Regions from separate parts of the Mus musculus genome. Here all the other regions are linked to region 1. A link is a contact called in public ChIA-PET, HiChIP or PLAC-seq and promoter capture Hi-C data. All regions are on one chromosome and are shown on one strand. Each heading gives the region's core, a stretch centred on a gene start, on an enhancer-like site or on the middle of the called end of the contact. The rest is flanking DNA. Distances are from core to core; before and after follow the strand shown. Region 1 holds the start of Tfrc (transferrin receptor). Region 2 holds the start of Bex6 (brain expressed family member 6). Region 3 holds the start of Ubxn7 (UBX domain protein 7). Region 4 holds the start of Rpl35a (ribosomal protein L35A). Region 5 has its middle 26 kb from the start of Rnf168. Region 6 holds the start of Lrch3 (leucine-rich repeats and calponin homology (CH) domain containing 3). Region 7 has its middle 31 kb from the start of Cep19.

Evidence for each region. Promoter capture Hi-C pulls out the DNA fragments that hold promoters and counts their contacts. ChIA-PET counts read pairs in DNA pulled down with a chosen protein or histone mark. HiChIP or PLAC-seq counts read pairs in DNA pulled down with a chosen protein or histone mark.
Region 2: a contact with region 1 is called in a promoter capture Hi-C map of pre-B cells, with 5 times the contacts expected there. The contact joins the promoter of Bex6 here to the promoter of Tfrc in region 1. A contact is called at or near these places in 18 of 39 promoter capture datasets (the 3T3-L1 cell line, the C10 cell line, the HPC-7 cell line and 12 more), 1 of 484 Hi-C or Micro-C datasets (pancreatic cancer cells), 8 of 115 datasets of contacts at active chromatin or transcription factors (the 230-238 cell line, the SCID.adh cell line, astrocytes and 5 more) and 1 of 9 other capture datasets (liver).
Region 3: an RNA polymerase II ChIA-PET map of memory CD8 T cells shows a contact between it and region 1, with 80 read pairs. The contact joins the promoter of Ubxn7 here to the promoter of Tfrc in region 1. A contact is called at or near these places in 7 of 39 promoter capture datasets (the 3T3-L1 cell line, cranial neural crest, embryonic stem cells and 4 more), 1 of 15 datasets of contacts at CTCF or cohesin (the NIH/3T3 cell line), 1 of 484 Hi-C or Micro-C datasets (embryonic stem cells), 7 of 115 datasets of contacts at active chromatin or transcription factors (cardiomyocytes, effector CD8 T cells, embryonic stem cells and 3 more) and 2 of 9 other capture datasets (adipose tissue and liver).
Region 4: an RNA polymerase II ChIA-PET map of memory CD8 T cells shows a contact between it and region 1, with 146 read pairs. The contact joins the promoter of Rpl35a here to the promoter of Tfrc in region 1. A contact is called at or near these places in 1 of 39 promoter capture datasets (neural stem cells), 3 of 115 datasets of contacts at active chromatin or transcription factors (effector CD8 T cells, embryonic stem cells and memory CD8 T cells) and 2 of 9 other capture datasets (adipose tissue and liver).
Region 5: a contact with region 1 is called in an H3K27ac HiChIP or PLAC-seq map of embryonic stem cells, with 6 read pairs. The contact joins the enhancer-like site here to the promoter of Tfrc in region 1. A contact is called at or near these places in 3 of 39 promoter capture datasets (the C10 cell line, hippocampal neurons and liver), 1 of 15 datasets of contacts at CTCF or cohesin (large pre-B cells), 4 of 484 Hi-C or Micro-C datasets (cerebellar granule neurons, liver, myeloid progenitors and 1 more), 1 of 115 datasets of contacts at active chromatin or transcription factors (embryonic stem cells) and 3 of 9 other capture datasets (adipose tissue, liver and pancreatic islet).
Region 6: a contact with region 1 is called in an RNA polymerase II ChIA-PET map of memory CD8 T cells, with 137 read pairs. The contact joins the promoter of Lrch3 here to the promoter of Tfrc in region 1. A contact is called at or near these places in 5 of 39 promoter capture datasets (the 3T3-L1 cell line, hippocampal neurons, liver and 1 more), 2 of 484 Hi-C or Micro-C datasets (cardiomyocytes and uterus), 4 of 115 datasets of contacts at active chromatin or transcription factors (bone marrow-derived macrophages, effector CD8 T cells, embryonic stem cells and 1 more) and 2 of 9 other capture datasets (adipose tissue and pancreatic islet).
Region 7: a contact with region 1 is called in a promoter capture Hi-C map of neutrophils, with 3 times the contacts expected there. The contact joins the enhancer-like site here to the promoter of Tfrc in region 1. A contact is called at or near these places in 9 of 39 promoter capture datasets (the 3T3-L1 cell line, the C10 cell line, cranial neural crest and 6 more), 1 of 15 datasets of contacts at CTCF or cohesin (the NIH/3T3 cell line), 1 of 484 Hi-C or Micro-C datasets (cerebellum) and 11 of 115 datasets of contacts at active chromatin or transcription factors (the SCID.adh cell line, astrocytes, effector CD8 T cells and 7 more).

Annotation. Positions count from the first base shown.
Region 1 is chr16:32,607,195-32,610,258 of GRCm38.p6, forward strand. It overlaps Tfrc (transferrin receptor), which reads left to right and starts at 1,702. Exons shown (of 19, transcript NM_011638.4): 1 at 1,702-1,842.
Region 2 is chr16:32,178,352-32,181,774 of GRCm38.p6, forward strand. Bex6 (brain expressed family member 6) reads left to right here and starts at 1,449. Exons shown (of 3, transcript NM_001033539.2): 1 at 1,449-1,550.
Region 3 is chr16:32,330,600-32,333,767 of GRCm38.p6, forward strand. It overlaps Ubxn7 (UBX domain protein 7), which reads left to right and starts at 1,653. Exons shown (of 11, transcript NM_177633.4): 1 at 1,653-1,761. The coding sequence starts at 1,689.
Region 4 is chr16:33,054,556-33,057,770 of GRCm38.p6, forward strand. Rpl35a (ribosomal protein L35A) reads left to right here and starts at 1,898. Exons shown (of 5, transcript NM_001130485.1): 1 at 1,898-1,955; 2 at 2,581-2,623; 3 at 2,835-2,987. The coding sequence starts at 2,613. Iqcg (IQ motif containing G) reads right to left here and starts at 1,631. Exons shown (of 11, transcript NM_178378.3): 1 at 1,596-1,631.
Region 5 is chr16:32,301,480-32,304,636 of GRCm38.p6, forward strand. No RefSeq gene overlaps it. Among named protein-coding and RNA genes, the nearest start is that of Rnf168, 26 kb to the left of the region's middle. Within about 2 kb of position 1,827, at least 15 of the 459 cell types and tissues checked have an H3K27ac peak or open chromatin away from gene starts, as enhancers often do. A contact at or near this core is called in embryonic stem cells, where this site is marked.
Region 6 is chr16:32,912,332-32,915,739 of GRCm38.p6, forward strand. It overlaps Lrch3 (leucine-rich repeats and calponin homology (CH) domain containing 3), which reads left to right and starts at 1,769. Exons shown (of 21, transcript NM_001081255.1): 1 at 1,769-2,072. The coding sequence starts at 1,811.
Region 7 is chr16:32,128,993-32,132,017 of GRCm38.p6, forward strand. No RefSeq gene overlaps it. Among named protein-coding and RNA genes, the nearest start is that of Cep19, 31 kb to the left of the region's middle. Within about 2 kb of position 1,364, at least 161 of the 459 cell types and tissues checked have an H3K27ac peak or open chromatin away from gene starts, as enhancers often do. A contact at or near this core is called in the SCID.adh cell line, effector CD8 T cells, embryonic stem cells and 4 more, where this site is marked.

The DNA.
Region 1 (3,064 bases), core at 452-2,951:
CCTCTCTCTCTCTCTCCCTTTCTTTCTTCTTATTGGATATTTTATTTATTTACATTTCAAATGTTATCCTCTTTCCCAGTTTCCCCTCCACAAACTTCCTCTCCCATCTCCCCGAGACCCAGTCTTTAAGAAAAAAAATTTTTTTTTTTTTTTTTGCCATAAGATGGCCCAGTAAATACCTATGTTTGATCCTGCACAAGATGGGAGGCAACCAACTCCCAAACATTGTCCTCTGACTTCATGAGCACCCAGGTTCATAACCACACACACACACACACACACACACACACTAAAAATAGAATAAAAAATTTAAGTGAAACAGAAAGACCTTCACTTCAAACTGCCATCATTGTTTTCATTTGTTTTTTGAGATGGAGGTTCTTGCTGTACAGCCTAAGCTGGCCTGGAAGTCACCCATCTTTCTGCTCCAAATTCTGAGCTATGGGGGTACCAAACACTGCTGTGTGCTTCTGTGCTTCTCTTACAGGGACTCAGTCTATAGCCGGAATCATTATTTCTTCTTTTTTTTTTCTTCTTCCTCTTCCTCTTCCCCTTCCTCTTCCTCTTCTCTCCCATCCCCCTCTCCCTCCTCCTCTTCCTTACCCCCTCTTCTTCCTCTTCCTCTTCCTTTTTTGTTTTTTGTTTTATTGTTTTTAGACAGGGTTTCTTTTTGTAGCCCTGGTTGTTCTGGAACTCTCTATGTAGACCAGGCTGGCCTGAACTCAAGAGATATGCCTGCTCTGCCTTTCACTGGAATTAAGGCCTGTGCCACCAAGACCTGCTTATGGTCTGAATTTCAGAGATCTCTCAATGGCTGTGTGCTCTGGCTTTATATATATTTTCTGGAGTAGTACAATTTGGACAAAGAAGGGTCTAAAGGGACCAGCAGTTAGTAAATCCCAAATACGCGTTGAATTTTAGAGCAGATAAGCCAAAGGTCAAATTCGTGGCTGGGAAGTAGATTAGTACTTTAAAAGACATTCCCAGGGTCCCTAAGGGCTCCATCTGGGAGCGCGCTATCTGTAGTCCTGTTGTGGTTTAAGATACCACTCTCTTTGTTATTTGTAAATTTACCACAGGCTGGGCAGTAAAGTACAGATAGGAAGAAAAGAGTGTGAACGTTTGCAGTTTTAACAGAACTCCTTTTATTTGCTATGCATTGCAACAACCCTCTAAAAGCAATAATGGCGATAAACATGCAAGTTAATCTACAACTTTATCACCCTAGTAAATCATTGGTTCCTATTTCCCTTCCATAGGCTGAACATAGTGAGCACTGGTAGCTCTTTGCTTGGCTTAAGCGCTGCTTGTTAAAATCTAAAAAAAAAAAAAAAAAAGATTTGCAGTTTTGCTTTAAAGTTTTTCCTTTAAAGCATCTCTGAGCTGCAAAAACTCGTCTTTAGGATATGGTTTTGGCGGAGACCTAAGCCTGCAAGTAGGAATATTTTAAAGAGTAAAGGCTGATACTTTCGAACTTGCACCGCAGGGTTGGGTGTCGGTCAAGGTTAGGCGGAGGGCGACAGGCCAACTCCAAAGACACGGCGGGGGAGGGGTGCGGTGGAGAAAGCGAGCCGCAGCCAATCGCACGCGCTCTCCCGACACCTGCCGCCTTGGCGCCTTTTCTAGGCTACTCCGCGCACGCACTGGCTGCGCGCGCAGTTCGCCTCCAGCGGTCTTGGGGGAGCACCTCGGTAGGTGTACGTGCGGAAGGAAGTGACGTAGATCCAGAGGGCCGGCCGGGGGGTGGGGCCGAGCTATAAGCTTTGGGTGGGAGGCAGCGCTGCCTTCAGAAGGCGTGCGGAGCGCGGGCTGCTGCATTGCGGACTGTAGAGGCGCTTCCTAGTGAGTGACTCCCTTGTCAGCGGCACGGCCCATCGTGGTCCTCGCGTGGCGGGCGGACCAGAGCGAGACGCCAGGGCCTGGGTGGTGCGGGCGGGGAGGCGGAGGGGTGTCGCGGAGTCCGGGGCTGAGGAGCGCGGGTTGCAGGTGCAGCGCGGTGGGTGTGGGGAGCCGCTGTACCCTGCGCCCCTCGGGTCCTCCGGGCCTTCGCAGGCCAGTGCTAGGCCGCGGGTTCGAGAGTCACCACGCTGAGGCGCAGGCTTGTTCCGCCGGGAGCACGTGGTGGCGGCTGGAGGAAGTCGCCCCAGGGAACGGCTGTCGGGGTACGTGGGTGACCTTGGGGCCCCTCGCAGGAGGGCGTCACAGCTGAAAAGGACAAAGCTGTTTTCTATTCGGTTACTAGTGTCACGGACATTTAGAGGGGCGGGGGGAGCTTCCAATAACTGCACGTTGGAACTTCGGCACCACCTGGTCGGTTTTTTTGCCAGTCTCTCCCTCTTGGCCCAGCGTGTGGAATCTCATTTTTCTAGGGCAGAATAGGTCTGAACGCTGCAGGTAATACTAAGAACGTCTCTAGCATCTCCTAAGATGGGAGAACGTAGAAATACGACCTCTTTGTACGAGCTCTTTTAGAACTAGCTGTAGAGAACCAGCGTGCACCCTGGTGTTGGACAGCTCTCTAAAATGGTGTTTGAGGGTAAGAAAACTGCATTTGCAAATTTTTCAGTTAGCACACTTTGTCCCGAGCGTAAAATGAAATGATCTCCTTATACTTAGGCAGAAGACTGGACTGGATTGCTGTTCAGTTTCTGTGCTATTTTTTTAAAATAGGATTTAAGTGGGAAATAGTTGTGTTACAGAAATTCTCGGCTATTCTGTGCTATTTTTTTTTAAATAGGATTTAAGTGGGAAATAGTTGTGTTACAGAAATTCTCGGCTACCTGATACTTTTATTCTAAGATTAGATGAGTTGGCTCTGAGCTGTGAAATATGACCTCTTTGACAAAGACATTTAAGCTGATTCAGGATGTTATCTACAAAGAAAACGGGATTTAGCTTGTGTGGGTCCACTTGCATTTATTTTCTGTTAAGGATTATAATAAACTGCTTTATACAGGAATCCAATATCAGCTGTTTTTTATATAGAGAGCATAATACTTTTTACTTTGAGAGAGGATGTTGTCAAGGAATGGTGGCTGTGAACCTGGCCTGTGTTGACTGGTTA
Region 2 (3,423 bases), core at 199-2,698, 430 kb before region 1:
CTCAATGTTTCCAAGTGGCCAGGCCCCACCTGAGGAACCCCAGAAGCCAGGCAGGAAAGGCTAAAACAGATGTAACTTAAGGCTAGAAATTGGCCAGACAACCACCCCCACCCCACCCATCACCCCCAGACCATCATTTTGAAACTGCAATCATTCCCAGTACCAAAGCCGGAGAGAGGGCAGGCCCTGCCCTAACAAGAAAAACATCCCACCAATCCCTGAGCTTGCCCCAAAGATCAGGCTACATAATCCCTCGGATTCCAGACCACCCTGGAAAGCTTTGCCCACTAAGAAACCACACATAAACTCTGTGCTCTGCCCAGTTCTCTGCTGCCTGCCAGGTTCCATTCCCGGGTGACAGAAATTCGTGCTTATTCAGTGCATGGAAACAAATGATTGTTGGCTGTTCAATCATCCCTCTACCTCTTCAGATGATTCACTTCAAGGCATCAGCATCCTCGGAAGGTCAAGTTCCTCTTAGAAAATGGTGCTGTGGTGGCCAGTATGGTAGAAGGAAAGAACTGGCGCCCACATGTTTTTAGATGTTTAAATTGCATTTATTATGTGTGCACAGACATGTGTTTGTAGGTCAGAAGACAACTTGCAAGAGTCAGTTATAGCCTACTCTTTGAATTCCGGGGCTTGAACTGGATTATCAGGCTTGGCAGCAAACACCTCTACCCACTGAACGGACTCACCAGCCCCTCCTGTGGACTTTAAATCATTTCTAAAACATTCTAATACTTCTATACTATTCTGTTCTAAAACTACCCTATACTGTTCTATTTTATACTTCTGTACTATGCCTAATACACTGTATTCTTAGGGATGTGGCAAGAAAAAGAATCTAACCTTAGTGAGTATATTTTTAAATTATTTTTTACTTTAGTAGACAATATGATATGTTTCATAATGGCATTTTCATAAATATGTATCATCATACTTTGTCAGACATAATTTCTTATTTTATTTTGCTTTAGGACAGTTTTCTAAAATGTTTTTGTTTTGTTAGAGACAGAATTTCTCAGCCCTTGTAGCCTTTGTAGCCCTGACTGTCCTGAAACTCACTCTGTAGACAGGGCTGGCCTCAAACTCAGTGATCCTCCTGCATCTGTCTCTCAAGTGCTGGGATTAAAGGCGTGTGCCACCACCGTCCAGCTAAACAGCTTCTTATAGCCCAGGCTGGCCTCAAGTTTGCCGAACAGCCGAGCATAACATTGAGCAGTCTTCTAGCCTGTACCTTCCAAGTGCTGCTGTTATAGGCATGTGCCCATGTTAGTAAGGGCTTGGGGAAGGAGGAACCTTTAGACAGAGCTAGTGGGGATGTAAACTGGTGCAGCCTCTGTGGAGACCAATGTGGTGTTTCCTCAAAAAAAAAAAATCTAAAAATAGAACTACCAGTTATACCACTACCCAGCTATACCACTTCTGAGTTTACAGCCAAAGGAATCTAAATCCACACACTTACCCCAGAGACACTTGTCGGTTCATGCTTACTGATGCCATACCGACAATAGCCAAGATATGCAGTCAGCTTGGAGGTTCAACAGGTGAGACAATTTTTTTTTTAAAGATTTATTTAGTATATCTAAGTACACTGTAACTGACTTCAGACACACCAGAAGAGGACATCAGATTCCATTATGGATGGCTGTGAGTCACCATGTGGTTGCTGGGATTTGAACTCAGGACCTTCACAAGAGCAGTCAGTGCTCTTAACCACTGAGCCATCTCTCCAGCCCAGGTGAGGCAATTTTTAAAAGTGATATACACACAATGGAAGTCTGTTGAGCAATAAAGAACAAAATTATAGCATTTTGCACAAGGAATGGACTGAATGAAATATTGCTATGTTAAGTGAAATAATTCAGACTCAGAAAGTCAAATATCACATGCTCATGCATATGTGGACTCTCAACTTAAATTTGTGTGTGTGTGTGTGTGTGTGTGTGTGTGTGTAGCTTGAAAGCATAAAGGGGAATGCAAGATGGGGGAGGGGACAAAAGAGGGTGATAGAAAAATCTGTGACATGAAAGCAGCCAGACTCTTGGAGAAGAGGACAAAGACAAGGCATAGGTGACAAGGGGTGGATAAGAACCAAGTACAATTACACACACACACAATGTCACAGTTACACACACACTCAATATCACAATCACATACACGCAATGTCACAATTGCATATACAGCATGACAATTACATACAGTGTCATAATTACACACTCAATGTCACAGTAACATACACACAATGTCGCAATTACACTCATTCACAGTGTCACAATTACAACACAGTGTCACAATTACACACATATAGTATCGTAATTAATTATATAAACAATGTCACAATTACACAGGGTCACAATGGCACCCATTACTTTGTATGCTATTTTTTAATTAAAATATTTTTAATTAAAAAAAATTTTTAGGGATTGTGTGTCTGTGCTTTTATTTTATTAGTGTCTCTGTATGTGGTGTGTGTGTGTGTGTATGTGTGTCTGTGTGTGTCTGTGTGTGTCTGTGTGTGTGTCTGTGTGTGTCTGTGTGTGTGTGTGTGTGTGTCTGTGTGTGTCTGTGTGTGTGTCTGTGTGTGTCTGTGTGTGTCTGTGTGTGTGTGTGTCTGTGTGTGTCTGTGTGTGTCTGTGTGTGTCTGTGTGTGTGTCTGTGTGTGTCTGTGTGTGTGTGTGTGTGTGTGTGTGTGTGTGTGTGTGTGCTGGGAACAGTATGTATGCCAAAGCATAAGTGTGGAGGTCAGAAGACTCTGCAAAGTCTGTTCTCTCCTCCCAATTTACTTGGGTTCCAGGGATCAAGCGGAGGTCATCAGGATTGTGCAGTAAATGTTTTTACCTGGTGAGCCCTGGTGAGCCCTGGCCTCATAATTAAATGTTTATAAAAATAACAAAAATAGCCGGGTGTGGTGGTGCACGCCTTTAATCCCAACACTCAGGAGGCAGAGGCAGGCGGATTTCTGATTTCGAGGCCAGCCTGGTCTACAGAGTGAGTTCCAGGACAGCCAGGGCTACACAGAGAAACCCTGTCTCGAAAAACAAAAAAACAAAACAAACAAACAAAAAAAAACCCAAAAATATTTTTTCCATCCATGAGTGGTTGAATCTGTGGATGCGGAATCCTTAAACACACAGGGCCAATTGTATGTGCACTCGATAGGATAACAGCTCACCATTAAAAGGACAGAGTGAGGACTGGGCAGGTGGCTCAGTAAGAGCGTTTGCTGTGCAGGCGTGAGGTCTCTGTTCAGATCCCTGATACCCAAATGAAAGCAAGGCACTGTGGAGCGGTAATTCTGGTGCAAGAAAGGCAGAGCCGGATCTCCGGCCCTCTGGCCAACCTGGCTGAACTGTGGAGTTTGTTCCAGGATCAGTGAGAGACCATGTCTCAAAATATAAAATGGAGAAAGACTGAGGA
Region 3 (3,168 bases), core at 403-2,902, 280 kb before region 1:
ATCAAGCTGGTAAGAGGCAGCCATCCAGGAGGTAGCATTCATGGATTAGGCTCAATGGAGTTGATGTGGGGGTGGGGGCACGTGAAAGTGGGAGGGATGTGTAAGAATGTCCAGGGGAAAATGAGTAAGGAGGTAGAGGTGGATATGATCAAGATACCCGATAAACATATATGAAACCATCAAAGTATAAATAAAAACTATCCTAAATAACTGAAATTGGTCAGGATTTCTATTGTTGTCATGAAACACCTTGGCCATAAAGCAAGTTGGGGAGGAAAGGGTTTATTTGGCTTATACTTCTACATTGCTGTTAACCACTGAAAAAACAGGGCAGGAACCTGGAGGCAGGAGCTGAGGTAGAGGCCATGGAGGGGTGCTGTTAACTGGTTTGCTTCCCATGGTGTGCTAGCCTGCTTGCTTATAAAAGCAGGGACCACCAGTCCAGGCATGGCACCGCCCATAGGCGGGCCCACTTTCACTGGTCACTCACTGAGAAAATACAGCTGGATCTCATGGAGGCTTTTCCTCCCCTGAGGCTCCTTTTTCTCTCACGACTCTAGCTTGTGTCAAGTTGACACACCAGCAATGCAATAAGTATTTAGAATTGTGCAAGTTACACACTATTACCTTATTTAAAAATAAAGTATGAAAACTAAGCTAAATGCCCCTTTCTTTTTTCTTTCTTTTGTTTTTTTAAAGATTTATTTATTTAAATGTAAGTACACTGTAGCTGTCTTCAGACATTCTAGAAAAGGGCATCAGACCTCATTACGGATGGTTGTGAGCCACCATGTAGTTGCTGGGATTTGAACTGAGGACCTTGGGAAGAGCAGTCAGTGCTCTCAACTGCCGAGTCATCTCATCAGCCCTCCTAATGCCCCTTTCATCATGTTTTTTTTTCGAGACAGAGTTTTTCTGTGTAGCCCTGGCTGTCCTTGTCATTCTGTAGACCAAGCTGGCCTCAAACTCAGAAATCCGCCTGCCTCAGTCTCCCAAGTGCTGGGATTAAAGGAATGTGCCACCACTGCCCGGCTCATCAAGTTCTTTTTTAGTTGTAACTATTATCGGTGTTTTCAGGACCACTTTCCAGTGTTCTCTTTATTTTATTTACTGTATCTGCATATATCTTTGTTTAAGGATAAAAAACAACTCCCCCCCCAAAAAACCTCCCGATTTAATATCTTTAGAAAGTAAGAATGAGCCTGGGGGGAGATATACTGAGACATTTGTTGAAGAAAAACAGAGCGAACAATCATTTACTAAAGTCTACTATAGACTGGTTCATTTTTTACTAAGCTATTAACTTACACTTTAGAATTTAAGAAACGTCACATAAAACCAAACAAAATACCTACTTTATGTGAAACCCTGAGCGTTTCATCAAGAGTTTGGTATTTCAGGTCTGAAGATTCTTTGGGATGTTGGGATTCAATGCGGTACTTAGGAGGATATCTCCGGAATTCAGAGAAGGCACCAAATGTTTCAAAGAATAGCTACCAGCCAGCAGCACAGGCTTCAAACCAAAGCGGCGGCTCGCGGAGAGTACGCCTGCGCAAAACGCGCACAGACAGGGAGAGGGCGGAGCTTCGGGCCTGCCAGTGCGCCTGCGCACAGCACGCCGCGGAGTGGGGGAGGGAGCCCCGTGTGTGTCTGTGTTGTTGTTCCGCGGCGGCGGCGGCGGCGGTAAGATGGCTGCCCACGGGGGCTCCGCGGCGTCGTCGGCGCTGAAGGGGTTAATCCAGCAGTTCACCGCCATCACCGGTAAGAGACGCGGTTACGGGAAGGTGAAGAGTCGGCTACGGGGAGGCTGTCGGGGCTGTCCCGGGCTTCGCCTCACCTTGGTGCATTCCTCACTCGGGCTCTCCCCTCAGCTCCTGCCCTCTCCTGAGGCACAGGCGACGACGGCGGCGGCGGCCGGGGTCTGCGGTTCAGGCGGGAGGCAGGTTTCCCCCGCCCCCACCCCGCGCGTGCCCCTCAGTCCCTGGATTCGGTCTCCCCTTATTCCCAGACAGGCCCCCCACGCCCCCAGCCGGTCCAGTACAGGGGATGGGCCGAGCCCGCGGTGCCAGGGGCCCGGGACCTGCGGGCCGGAGGAGTAGGGGGCCGCACCCGGGCCACCGCCCTCTTCCTCCCTCATCACCTCCTCTCGGTATCGTGCTGCCCGCGGACCAGGCGGTGCAGTCCGTTCCCCCCATGCCATCCTCTCTTCCCGGCCAGGTCATCGTCCCTGTCCCTCGGCCCCGGCCTACCCTTCCCCTCGCTGGGCCCCCCCGGAGCCTTGGCGGTGGCCCTGCCGTGTGAGGGCCGTCTCGCTTTAACGGTGAGGCGGGTGGGTTCTGCTGCGCCTTCACACATCCCGGGGGACTTGCCGCCGGGAACAAGGGGTGCGGAGGGGCACCTTAGGGACCGAGGGTTTCACATAGGAATAGGGGGGGGGGGAACCCTGAGCTTAGTGTGTGTGTGAGGCCTAAAGTAATCCTGGGTGGCCTTTCCCACCTCCTCATAATAAAACCAAACATCGAGACGATGGCGCCCGAGTCTTTGCTGATAAAATGGGGATGGCGGCAGAAACTTCTTGCAGAGAAATCTGTTTCTAGGTGTCAGTATCCGTGAAACCTTAGGCCTAGGTTTCTCTTTCCCTTCGGACCCCGACGAAGGGCAAACGCAGGTTCTCTTACCCGCCGGGAGGAAAGACTTTAAGCCATTCTGTGAATGCGCTATGTCTTGTTTCTCTCCGATGGTGCTGAACTTTTTTTGCATGAGTTATTAGAGGGCGGAGCAAATGATGAAGTTCTCTGTGGAGTGATTTGAGAGAACAGTACTCCATGTGCCTGAGTGTGATTTTGCTGTTCTAGTTTGTCATTTTGAAAAGAGGTCAGAAAGTTAGTTCCCCCTCTCAACAGGACTATCCTTTCTTTGATAATAATTTGTTTGATGCGGAGAATATTTCTAGTTTGTGTTCTTTTTTTCTAGTTTGTGTTCTTGAGTCTGACGTGTAAGATCTTTATTTTAACCAATACATGCTATTTGCAGTTTTATAATTGAAGCTAGTTTTATTTTTTGTTCGGCAACGATAATTAAGTGGCTGATGCGTTGTTTTCTGTCTTGTCACATGAAATATGTCAAAGCTGGTAAAACAAGATTTGTAATAAAATTGAGGTGAAAAGT
Region 4 (3,215 bases), core at 648-3,147, 450 kb after region 1:
TCTTGTTAATGGCTTTAAAAAAAAATGTGTATGTGCCTGCTTGTCTCTATGTGCACTGTGTGCATACAGCAGATTTCCTAGCGCTGAAGTTATAGGTAATTGTGAGTCCCTGATGTAGATGCTGGGAACTGAACTGAAGACCTCTTTAAAAACAGTGTATGCCCTTAAACATTGAGACATTTCTCTAGTCCCTGTCTCAAAACAAAACAACAACAATAACAATAACAAGTTGCATGTAAAATCTAGCTCTAGAGTCTGAGGCCATCTTCCGACCTCTGAAAGCACACACATAAACAGGTTTTTAAAAAGGAAGTCTTGCTGGGCGGTGGTGGCTCACGCATTTAATCCCAGCACTCGGGAGGGAGAGGCAGGCGGATTTCTGAATTTGAGGCCAGCCTGGTCTACAGAGTGAGTTCCAGGACAGCCAGGGTTATACAGAGAAACCCTGTCTTGAAAAACCAAAAAAAAAAAAAAAAAAAAAAAAAAAAAAAAAAAAAAAAAAGGAAAAGAAAGGAAGTCTTGACCTTTTAACATACCACATGTCTAATCTGCTTGTTGTCTTGTTTTTTTTTTTTTTTTTTTTTTGCGAGGAGTGAGGGAGCAAGGATGAGATTTCTTACTCTGTAGCTCAGGATATCTGTGTACACATAATGTACCTCTTACTGACCTAAAACAGAGCAATCTTCATACTTCAACCTTCTAAGTGCAAGGATTACAGACACCAGAGCCAACATGCCATCCTTGCTCCCTCATGTAGGCTGCAAGAGGGCAGACGTTTTAGTCTGTTTACTCTGGTGCCCTACAAGCCTACAGCATTCTTGGTAGTGGTAGTCATTCAATAAATTACTCTCTGATTAAATGAATGGATCCATCAGTTCGCCTTAATTAATGCACAAGTTAGGAACTGTAAATCTGAGTCTATTAAATTTATCTGTGGGCTGGTGAGATGGCTCAGTGGGTAAGAGCACCTGACTGCTCTTCCGAAGGTTCAGAGTTCAAATCCCAGCAACCACATGGAGCCATAACGAGATCTAGCTCCCTCTTCTGGAGTGTCTGAAGACAGATATAGTGTACTTACATATAATAAATAAATGAATTTTAAAAAATTTATCTGCATCCGACAAGTCAGGGAAAGGATGGAAGGATATCTTCTATCTCTCACTTCCTCACATCGTCTCCCTTTTTTTCAGATGGGGTCTCATGTAGCTCAGGCTGACTGGCACTCCCTATGTAGCAGAGGATGGTCTTTTAAGTCCTATTCACCTGCTCGCACAGCTAGAATACTGGGGTTACAAGCAAGCACCGGGACCGCGGTTTGCCTCATGGATGTTTGTTGCTGTTAAGATGGGGCCTTGCTATGTAACTTAGCCTAGCCTCGAATTTGTGATGTGATCCTCCTACCTCAGTCTCCGGAATAAATGCTGAGGTTAACGGGCAACGGCTACCACACCCTGTTTGTTAAATTAAAGATGGGAAAAAATAAAAGAACAAATCAAGAGAAACTCCTGCCTTCATGCTCCAGGTTTTTCTCTCCTATATGGTAGGATCCCAGTCTCCATTCTAGGAAGAGGAGAAAACACTTAACTTTTCCTTACCTCTCTACCAGCCCAGCTGGAGGCGGGAACCAAACTAATCGGTAGCTATGGCAACGCGTCGCGCAAGCTCTTTTTTTTTTTTAAGTAGGACCCCTGATTCTTTCTTAGTCGACTACGATTTTGCCTTTCCTTGTTCCTAAATAATACGTGTTGCCGCTTACAAAGACGAAAGGGCAGGAGGGAAAGAATTTAAAGTTCTTGAGCGCGGCTTGGCTGAGTCGAGCCTCTCTCTCTGTCTCTGACCTTTGCTTTCTGGCGCAGTGTGAGCGGCCTAAGCGCGGAGAGGGGCGGGGCGTGCGTCCCACAAGGCCGCGCGGCGGGGCTTGCCTTCCTCTTTCCGCCATCTTGGCGCCTGTGGAGGTGAGGGGGGTTCCTGCTGCTGAGCTTTGGGGCCCGATTGCTGGGGTGCGTTTAGTTTCATCCCTCACCGAGACAACCTGGCGTCTCGGAGAACCCGACCGCCAGAGGTTTCTGGGGATTCCAGGAGGATGGAGGGCGGGATGGAGGCGATGACGGGCTGATGGTGTGGAGGCCCCGGCCGGGGGAGGAGAGCTCGCTGGTCTCGGTCGATCTCCGGCTCGGGAGGAGAGAATGGGTGCATTTCCCCCGGTCTTACTGGCCCGGGGAGCGGTGGTCCCTGGGAGCTGGGTTCCCCGCACAGAGCCGGATCTCGCCTGTGTTAGCTGCTTTCTGTACTGATGGAGGCATGAGCTCGCCTCCGGGTTCCTTTTGGGGTTTGAGAAGTTAAGTCTCGGGTGAGTCGCCTTCCCACCCGGCCTTTGCCCACGATTCCGAGTCGTTCGTTGTCATTGGTTGTCGGAGCCCTGAGTATTTTGCCAGGCTCTGCCTCTATAGGGGGCAGGGCGTAGGTAAGAGGTCCCCATCCTTGGGACGCCGACTGAAGCCATCTCTCGCGCCGGGAAATAGTGACAGGTGGGATGCGTGCTGCATGACTCTCGGTTGAGCTCTCGGTTTTGTTTTTCAGGCCTGCTGGGAACAGGACTTCTAACAGCAAGTATGTCTGGAAGGTACGCGATCTCACAATAGTCGTTTTCTCCATTTCTGTTTCGTTCTATTAAACGCGAAGCTAAAGTTCAGTGTAATGCGGGAGGGGAACGAGAGGTCTGCTGTAGATAGCTGGAGTAGGAATTGCTACAAAGCAAATCATGGTGGCTTGCTAAAAGATACATGAAAAGTTGTAACGGGGTAGTCATCATGTCTTTCTTAACGTTGTCTTAGGCTGTGGTGCAAGGCCATTTTTGCTGGCTACAAGCGAGGTCTCCGGAACCAAAGAGAGCACACGGCTCTTCTTAAAATTGAAGGCGTTTATGCCCGAGATGAAACGGAGTTCTACTTAGGCAAGAGATGTGCTTATGTGTATAAGGCAAAAAAGTAAGTATGCTCCCATGCCTTTTAATTTTTGGTTGACTAATCTCGTTTTTTCTACTGAAAAGGTAGGGGTGTTAGTGAGAAATTGGTGTGGTTGAGTCTTCCTAGACACGTGAAGAGCTTAGAGGAAATTAGAGAGGGATCTTTTTGTCGGTGGTATGGACTATATAGGCACCATTGGTTCGTAGTACAAGTGTAGAAGTTCCCTGTGTTAAGTCCCTAACATGGTTA
Region 5 (3,157 bases), core at 577-3,076, 310 kb before region 1:
AAATGGCTACAAACCAGGCATGGTTGTACATGCAAACCTTATCAAGGCTAAGGCAGGATTTTGGTGGACAAACTGGGCTGCATTCTCTCTGAGTTAAATTCCCAGCCCAAATGAGTGAAACTGTCTCAAAAGCCAAAACAAAAATAGGCTACATAAAATTTAGCCTATGGGTTATAACAAAATTCCATGAAACTTAACATAGTTGCTAGGCTTAGTGCCATACTCCCTTTATCCCCCAGTGGTGTTTGTTTGTTTGAAGATTTATGTATATGAGTACACTGTCACTGTCCTCAGACACACCAGAAGAGGGCATAAGACCCCATTACAGATGGTTGTGAGCCACCATGTGTTTGCTGGGATTTGAACTCAGGACCTTCGGAAGAGCAGTCTGTCTCCGCTGAGCCATCTCTCCAGCCCCATGTACCCCACTCTTGTAAGTCAGGCAGGCAGATCTCTGAGGTAGAACGAAGACTGGTCTACACAGTGAGACCCTGTCTTTGCGTTCATTCATTCATTTATCGTGAGGGTCAGCCGCTGTGTGCTGCAGCGTGTTTGAGGAGGCTGTGGCACTGCACTAGTAAACCATCTGGCTGCTCCCACACAGCATTTTTAGTGAAGTTTTAAGCATCAGGGTTAAGAGAAGGTAAGGCCCACAGGAAGAAAACATAAGAGCGTCTCAAAGAGTCAATCTCTCTTAATACTTTGGAATTCTGAATCATGCTAAAAATATCTAGTCAAAGTAGCCTTAAATGTCCTTAAAATATTTCATGGTGTTCGTAAAGCTCAGCCTGTACTACTACATGTGACTTTGCTCTTGTTTGGCTTTTTAATTGTTTTTAGGGTATGTTATACATACATGTTTGATGTATGTAGTGTATTTTGATCCTACTCATTCGTCCCAGCTCCCCTCTTAACAGTATAGCATAATCTGGCCTTGAATTTCTGCTTTTTCAGCATCAACCACCACAACCAGGTAGCTTTTAAATTAGAATTTTAAATTAGAATTTTTCAGCATGGAAAAATTAGAACATTGAAAAATTTTTGGATTATTTTGCTTTGATTTTTGTTTTGTTTTTTCATTTGAAACAAAATTTGGGCTTTCCGGGTAGGATTGCGGCAGACCTACAGTCCTACTGTGGACTCAGAGAAAAACTGCATTGAAAACCATGCAAGGCAGTGTGGTGGGGCAGGCCTCTAATACCAGCACTCAGGCAGCTGGAGGCCAGCCATACATAGTCCCAGGACGGTCAGGACTACACAGAAACCCTATCTTGGGAGGAAAAAAAGAGGCTGGAAATCGAGCACAGTGGTTGAGTACTTGCCTGACAGTCCCAAGGTCTTAGCTTCAATGCTTGTCAACGTGGGGGTAGGGGCAGAGTGGTGGAAGGACCTATTTCACAGCTTAGCATGGACAGGAAGATTTCTAGTTCTAGGAAGAGTTCTAGGCTACATGGAGTAAGCCAGCCTGAGATTTATAGCTTCTCTGCCCTGGAGTTCTCCTTTGGCCAGCATCTCAAAAATACCAACTGAACAACCTCCCCACAGTTAAATAGACAATAACAACTGCAGAAGAGAGAAGAGCCTCTGGTGGAGCTACCTGCATTTGGACAGGAAGTTCATTGGGTGCAGCTTTAGTAAGCCCATTCTGGAGTGAGCTTTTCAGTGAGGGTGTCTGCAGCTTCCTTGAGTCACCAGGTACCTGAAAGCAACCCCTGGTTAACAAAACAAAAACCAATGAACAAAGCACTAGGTGTGGTAGCCCATGCACTTAATTCTAGTGTTCCTGAAGTAGAGCCAAGTAGATCTTGCAGAGCTCTAGGCCATCCTTGTCTCCATAGAGATTCCAAGCCAGGAATGTAAGGAGTCCAGGTGTAAAACTCCAGGGAGCCATAGATTACCGGGGACCCCCTGAGTGAACCACATGGAGCCAGGATCAATGCAAAAAGCAAGAGGAATTTCTTGTTCCAGTGCACTGGGGTGATGTTGGAGCCCTGGAGGATTGTTAAAGCTCTAAGGGGAGAAGTTACCCAATGCGTCTATAGAATATCTGAGGGGAGAGGTATCCTGGCTGTAGGAGCCAAGAAATACCACTAAGTCACACCCCACCACAAACCTGACACAAAATATTTTATTGGGAGAGACACAAGAGGGTGGCTGCCTCTGCTTGGGCAAAAGGCAGTAGGAAACCAAGAAGACGGGTTTATATAGAGTTGAGTTTGTGTACACACACAGAGCTTTCCTGGGTGGGTATTGGTGGGATTTCATGTCCTTAGCTTTTGGGATGCCCAGGGATTGAGGTTTGTTGTTGTCTTTTTTTTTTTTTTTTTTTTTAAGCTCAATGGTGACTTTTCAAAACCAGGAAGCAAGCTTGGATTTTATACCCCGTAGGAGAACACTGAAACTACCTGTAATAGAAGAGTTAATTTATTGCTTCTTAAACTATCAGGAGCTTGGGTTCTGAGAGAGGATAAACCCTGAAGACCTCTGAGGAGGAAATACTTCCACTGCTGTGTGTATCTCTGAGATATCCCCATTAGTCCACTTCTGGATGAGCTGGAGGGCTTGGGAGGCTGGAGTCAGACCGGCGGCACTACTGTAACAATGATAAAGCCAGGACAGTCGGAGGCGGCTCTGCTTTTCCAGAACACATGGCAGCTCACAACGTAACTCCAATGTCCAGTTCCAGAGACTCCACCACCCTCTTCTGGTCTCTACAGACTCTGCACACACATACTACACATACTGTACATGCAAGCAAGCAAAACACGCGTACACATGAAAATAAAATGTAAATAACATAAAACTTTTTTTCTTTGGGTGGGAGGCAAAATAGGGCCTCATGTAGCCTAGGCGAGCCTGGGACTTGCTATGTAGCTGAAGATGACCTCAAGCTACTGATTGTCCTGTCAAGGTCTGGGATTTCAACTGTGTGGGACCACACCTGGATTGTCTTTTTTTGTTTGTTTGTTTTTTTCCTTTAGTATTTTGAATTTTAATACAGCAGCCATTTACTTCTATCCCGTCATTTTTTAAATTTATTATTTTCGTTTTTCAAGACAGGGTCTTGGGGCTGGTGAGATGGCTCAGTGGTTAAGAGCACTGGCTGCTCTTCTGAAGGTTCTGAGTTCAAATCCCAGAAACTACATGGTGGCTCACA
Region 6 (3,408 bases), core at 519-3,018, 310 kb after region 1:
TATCTTTCAAAGAATTAGAAATGTTCAGAAAGATCAGAAAATACATATATTGGGTATACATTACTTGACAAAGACTACCCATTACCATGAAGGGGCTCATTAGTAGACATTAATAATTTATTGTGGGACTTGTTGCAAAAGAAACTAGAATGTCAAATTGCTGAGAGCCAGACATGGCATCAACTATTACTTGTTTTGTGTTCTCAGGGGTTGGAAGGTCAAAGTCAGCTTGGGCAACATTGGGACTCTTATCTCAAACAAAACAAGACAAAAGGGCTGATAGAGCAGGTCTTGGAGCAACTGTTACTAATCAACTTTATTACTGAAACATTTTTACAATTTCTTGAACTCAGGAAAGTGCTTTTTGGGGGCTTCCCTGAAGTTGGGCTTTGAGTGATGAGCAGCTTCTCACACCTCATATTTTCTTTTGTGCTCTGTGATAGATTTTTCTCATCTGTGTCTTAATGTGCTCACATGCATCAAAATCATACTTGGAATTTTGCTCTCTGTCATCCTATTTTGTAACTTCAGGTTTTATTCAAAAACCTCACTCGTTCTTTTTTTTGGGGGTGGGGTGGGGTTTTGTTTTCAAGACAGGGTTTCTCTGTGTAGCCCTGGCTGTCCTGGAACTCACTCTGTAGACCAGGCTGTCCTCGAACTCAGAAATCCACCTGCCTCTGCCTCCCATGTGCTGGAATTAAAGGCGTGTGCCACCACTGCCCGACCCACCTCACTCGTTCTTGCTCTAGAGGGACTGCTTTGCCGTGCACTCTACTCAGCCCAATTGCTGTTTTCTTATTGTAACTGGCCTCCTTGGGTTCCAAAATAAAATTAGCTAATTCTTTAGAAAAGAGACTTTATCTGACAGGCCCTCGAATTCTGTACAGCAAAGTAAATTTGGTGAGTGATATTTGCATCACATATTAGGAATGGCTTGAATTTAAAACAGATTTGGAAAAATAAGAGACTGCAGGACTGGGAGGGTGGGGTTTTATTTAAATGTGAGTGGTAGTTTTCATTACTTGAATGGTTTCCGGTTTTGGTCTTTCGGTTCTAAATTTAATCCCAACATTTATTACATAGCCAGATTTCAATGTTAGATGTAAATATTATTCGTTCTGCTCTAGCTAGTGATAAAATCTGCGCAAACAGCCACAGTATTTAAGACGTTTGGTTTCATTAAGAGCTCTTTCATAAAAAGAGTTCGAAGCCAGCCTGGTCTACAAAGTGAGTTCCAGGACAGCCAGAGCTATACAGAGAAACCCTGTCTCGAAAAACAAAAAACAAACAAACAAAACAACAACAACAAATCTAAAATACATAACAATTTCAACAAGAATTAGGGACTTTGTAGCCGAATCTGCTCACACGGTATGTTTGTTTTCCCGTTCAAGAACTAATAGTATATCCACAAATTCCAGTTCAGATCATCTGGCGGTATGGTGACAAGCTGAGAGACAATTTTGGGCTTATCTCAGGGAGTCCCCTCTAAGTGCCCAAGTTTCTGGCAGCAACAGGGCTAAGGAATCTTTGCCGTTTAATGTAATCCACCACTGAGAGTTGGAGCGCTGTTAAGGACGGGTTTTGGTTTTTGTAGTGGCCTTTTAGGGAGCCCAGGGTACCGGGCTGCTCCAGCTCTGCGAAGTCGGTTCGGTTTCCCTGGAAAACCTGCTTGTGGGCGGGGCAGGCGGCTTGTTGCGCCCAGCGCGTCCGGGAGAGCTGTCCCCGGTCCGCGAGCCCCTTTCCCCGCCCACCCAGCGGATCGCGTGGCGCATGCGCAGAGCCGGGCCGGAGAGTTGTCGGCTGGGAAATGGCGGCCGCGGGCTTGGTGGCTGTGGTAGCGGCTGCGGAGTACTCTGGCCCTGTGGCGTCCGGGGGAAACCTCTCCGGTGCGACCTGTGGGCCGAGCCCTGGGTTGGGCCCTGGTCCTGGCCCGGGCTCTTGGAGCCGCTCGGTCGACCGAGCCCTGGAAGAGGCGGCGGTCACCGGGGTGCTGAGCCTGAGCGGCCGGAAACTGAGGGAGTTTCCCCGGGGAGCGGCCAACCATGACCTGACGGACACCACCCGGGCCGGTGAGCGGGGCGCGGGCATCCCTGCTACCCGGGACCCGTGGAGTGGGGGGCAGGGGGTGTGTGGCGACCGGCCCGAGGCTCCCCGGGTAACGGGGACCGCTGGCGGTACCGCGCACCCTCCCGGCCTGGCCAGACCCGGAGCCTGGGGTGCGGCAGCGCGCAGCAGCATCTCCGCTGCCGGCGAGAGGCAGTTGACGGGTGATCTTTCTTGAATCGCTCTCAGAAATCTCGGCATCAGTGCCCGCCCCGTAGACTTTTTGCCTCGCCCCGGTGTCTGCAGACCACTTTGCATTTGGGATGCCGAATTGACTTTGCTAAGAGTTGGAGCGTGGCAAGCACGTTCTTCCATCGTAGTATGGGTGACGCTGGGTGCTGCATTGTCAAAGGATCCAGGTCCGCTCTGGCGTTTTCCCTAGTGTGTGCGAGTATGTGTGTGTAATGTGGACTCTAACACTGGGAACAGCTTATTTCTCCGCCTCCGTCTGATTTACCGAAAAGTACTTGTAAAAATAGGCCATCTTTAGGTGCTCAGGACTTTCGTCTTCCATTCTTACCGCCGCCTAAGAAAACATGAAAAGAAGTAGGATATTGTCTACCACATCTATATTTGCTTTTCCCTTTAAAAACATTTCTGCGCCTTATATTGTTTAAGACAGGAAAGAGAATGGGGATTAAGTATTATTTGGTTTCCTTAGTTGTGGGAAACAATGTATGGTAACTGAGGTATTCAACATACTATATAATGTGTTCCTCTTGTGTTTTAAATATAGCTTCCTCCGGGAGTAGATTAAGAATTGAGTCCTTTTGTTTTACATAAGGGGAGGGGTCCCCTCAGAAGTAGTTTAAATGTTTTGTGTTTATGTCATATACATTGTTTCATCCTCATTCTGCTTGATTTTAAAATGTGAGAGTTAATACTTTTTCTTAGGCTTGTGTAGTCATCAAAGATTGGTAATTATTACATATTTCACTAATGTTGAAAAAATAAATAGAGCTGGTAAGATTGCTCAGTGGGTAAAAAGGCACATGCTGCTGCCAGACCCGACAGACAACCCAAGTTTGATCCGAAGAACCTACATACTGGAAGGAGAGAACTGACTCTTGCAACTTGTCTTCTGCCTTACATTGCGCACACACGCGCACATGCGCACACATACACACACACACACACACACCACTGCACTAAATATTATTTTTTAAAAAATAAAACAAAGACATTAAATTATCCCTAGAAACTATTATTTCCAAAGAAACTTTTCCTCTGCTTACTAAAGCTTATTAGTGGTAGCCTTTATTTTCAATATGATCTGAATTTTTTTCACTTGGCACTGAAGTC
Region 7 (3,025 bases), core at 114-2,613, 480 kb before region 1:
AGGTCCAGAGTTCAAATTCCAGCAACCACATGGTGGCTCACAACCATCCGAAATGAAATCTGATGCCCTCTTCTGGAGTGTCTGAAGACAGCTACAGTGTACTTACATATAATAAATAAATAAATAAATAAATAAATAAATAAATCTTTAAAAAAAATATATATATATATATATATATCCCCTTAGCCAGTCATGATGGCGCACTCCTTTAATCCCAGCATCCTGGAGGCAGAGGCAGATGGATCTCTGCATTTAAGGCCAGCTTGTTCTACAGAATAAGTTCAGGACAGCCAGGGCTACACAGAGAAACCCTATTTGGGGGTGGGGGGGAATCCCTTTTAAAAAAGAGAGAGGTAAAACCTCAGGGTGCCTGGGTGAGGGGGCAGGAAGGCAAAACTTTATGCTTCTAAAAAGTTAGAAATCTATGTGGCGTTTTCTTCTCTAATCAAGCATTAACATCGAAGCCGGATTTTCATTTTGCTGTCTCTCTTCAGAGAAAAGATGCTCTACTCCCTGAAACAGGAACTAGAGGAAGTTGATACTACTCAAGATCTAGTTCAAGAAAGTCAGGGTTGGCCTGAAAGCAAGCGTGAAGTGTTTCGCACACCCAAAATGTTAAGAGCAGTGGCCCCCGGTGTGAAAGGTCTCCCATGGTGTTAAGAGGGGAGCAGGGGCCAGGCATGTGGCCCGCCAACATCTTAGCGGGGACAAAGGTGGGTTCTAAAAGTTAAAATCTCAGAGAAAAGCTACACATGGACAGGCTCTTCTGAAAGGGACAGGATAGCAATGCCGTGAGAAAGAAAGGTATTTGGTTTGGTTCTCAAGATAAAAACAACATCTAAATACTCTGTCACTCGTCAGCAGCACCTGTGGACCCGCGTCCAGCGGTCAGGATGCTGTCCTGCTAAATCCTATGAAACAGCTCATGGAAGCAGAGACGTTTCCTTCCAAGGTTGAGAAGCAGAATCTGATATTAAAATGATCCTGCCCAACTCTGCATGGCGTTGGAGGTAGAATGGAAAGGGGGAGGGGGAACATCGAGGCTACGCAGATTTCTTTGACAGTCTCGCCCTTGCTGTATACTTTCATTCTTAAGTTCTTCAACTGTGTGGTCCGTTTGGCTGCTTTTCAATGTGGAGAAATTATCATCTGGTTCCCGACTGACCAGAGGCTCTGGCATAGGGACGGTGACCTGTTCTCTAAGTCTCCTGGAAAAGAACCAGCTGTGTGCTTCTGGAGCCTGGCATCTTGACCTGGCCAGAGCTTTCCTCTTCCTCCTTCCCCCGTGTTTCTTCCCTTACCGTTGCAGTTTGCCGCAGCACTGGTAAGAACAGGAAGTGCCAGGTTTCCTCTCCAGGGCTTCCGTAGAAGGGATGTGCTTACCACATCGAAAACACCAGCCGGAAGGAGAAATGCTCACACCCTCTAGAAAGCATGGCCCTCTCCGCCCACCCTACCCCCACTATAGCCACGTACCTCCTCTATGCCCTCCCATACTGGCCCCACCCCACCCCCAAGAGCCTCAGAGCCATGGGTTTGGGCCGCGATCACACTCAAGCCAACTTTAACCCCACTGAAAATTGGTTTGATGTTTATAATCCCGGCACTCGCGTTAGACTTTAAGGGATTGGTTGGATGGTTCAGTTTATGGGTCACGTGCTTGCCAGCAAACTTGACAACAAACTGGAGCCCACAACAAGAGGAGGAGACAAACTCCACAAACCAACCTCTGACTTCCACACAAATTCCCTGGTGCACGCACACACACACACAAATTACACATGTTTTTAAAATGGAGGAGGCCAATGCTGTCCGTGGTGTCACTAGCTGTAATCCCAGCATTTAAGAGGCAGGAGTTAGGGAAGATCAGAGAGGAGTTTGAAGCCAACCTGGGTTATGTGGGACCACCATCTCAAACAAACAAACAAGCAGAGAGATAAAGAAATGGAAAGACGGAGTGCCTATAAACACCCTCCAGGCTGTCCCCACGTTGTGATGATGCCTCTGGAGTCCCAGTTGCAATAGGTGACAACTGCTACTCTGAGCCTCCTTACCTCTGCCCCATATGAACCTTCTCCTTATTTGGCATTTAATCAGTAAACGTGTGTTTTTCAGGGGCCACTGTTTTGATATCCAGGGCCGACAGTTTGATATACTTGATAGAGATGGTAGGGTGCTGAGATGGCTTTCTGTAGCACACTGATAACATCTTGACCTTAATCCCATGTGATCTTCTGCAAATCTTATCTGTTCTCAGCCCAGTGTTTCCCTCAGATGAAGTGGAATTATATAAAACATTAGTACAGAATAAGTGTGAGAACTGTTAGTGGTGATGGAAGGTGAGATGGCTAGTGGGGAGTTTTTAAAGTTGCTGTTAGTTTAATGGAGTCTCCTGGTTTGAACTCAGTCTCCTGAATTTCCCGCTGCATTCCAACTTCACCGTCATCACGGACTCTGTGGAACAGTGAGATCTTTGTGCGAAAAGCCCTCAGAGAGCACCTTGGGACACTCGAGACCACCACACTGTGGTGTCAGGTTGCTGTGAACAACAGTAGTGTCCTCGTTAAAAAGAAAGTGCTGGGCTGGTGAGATGGCTCAGTGGGTAAGAGCACCCGAAGGTCCGAAGTTCAAATCCCAGCAACCACATGGTGGCTCACAACCATCCGTAATGAGATCTGACTCCCTCTTCTGGAGGGTCTGAAGACAGCTACAGTGTACTTACATGTAATAAATAAAATAAAATAAAATAAATCTTAAAAAAAAAAAAAGTGCTTTTTAAAAAATAGTTTTATGGGGGCTGGCGAGATGGCTCAGTGGTTAAGAGCGCCGACTGCTCTTCCAAAGGTCCCAAGTTCAAATCCCAGCAACCACATGGTGGCTTACAACCATCCGTAACGAAATCTGATGCCTTCTTCTGGATTATCTGAGGACAGCTACAGTGTACTTACATATAATAAATAAATAAATCTTTAAAAAAAATAGTTTTATGTCTTTTGCTTTCCCTTTGTCTGTTGATGAATATTTT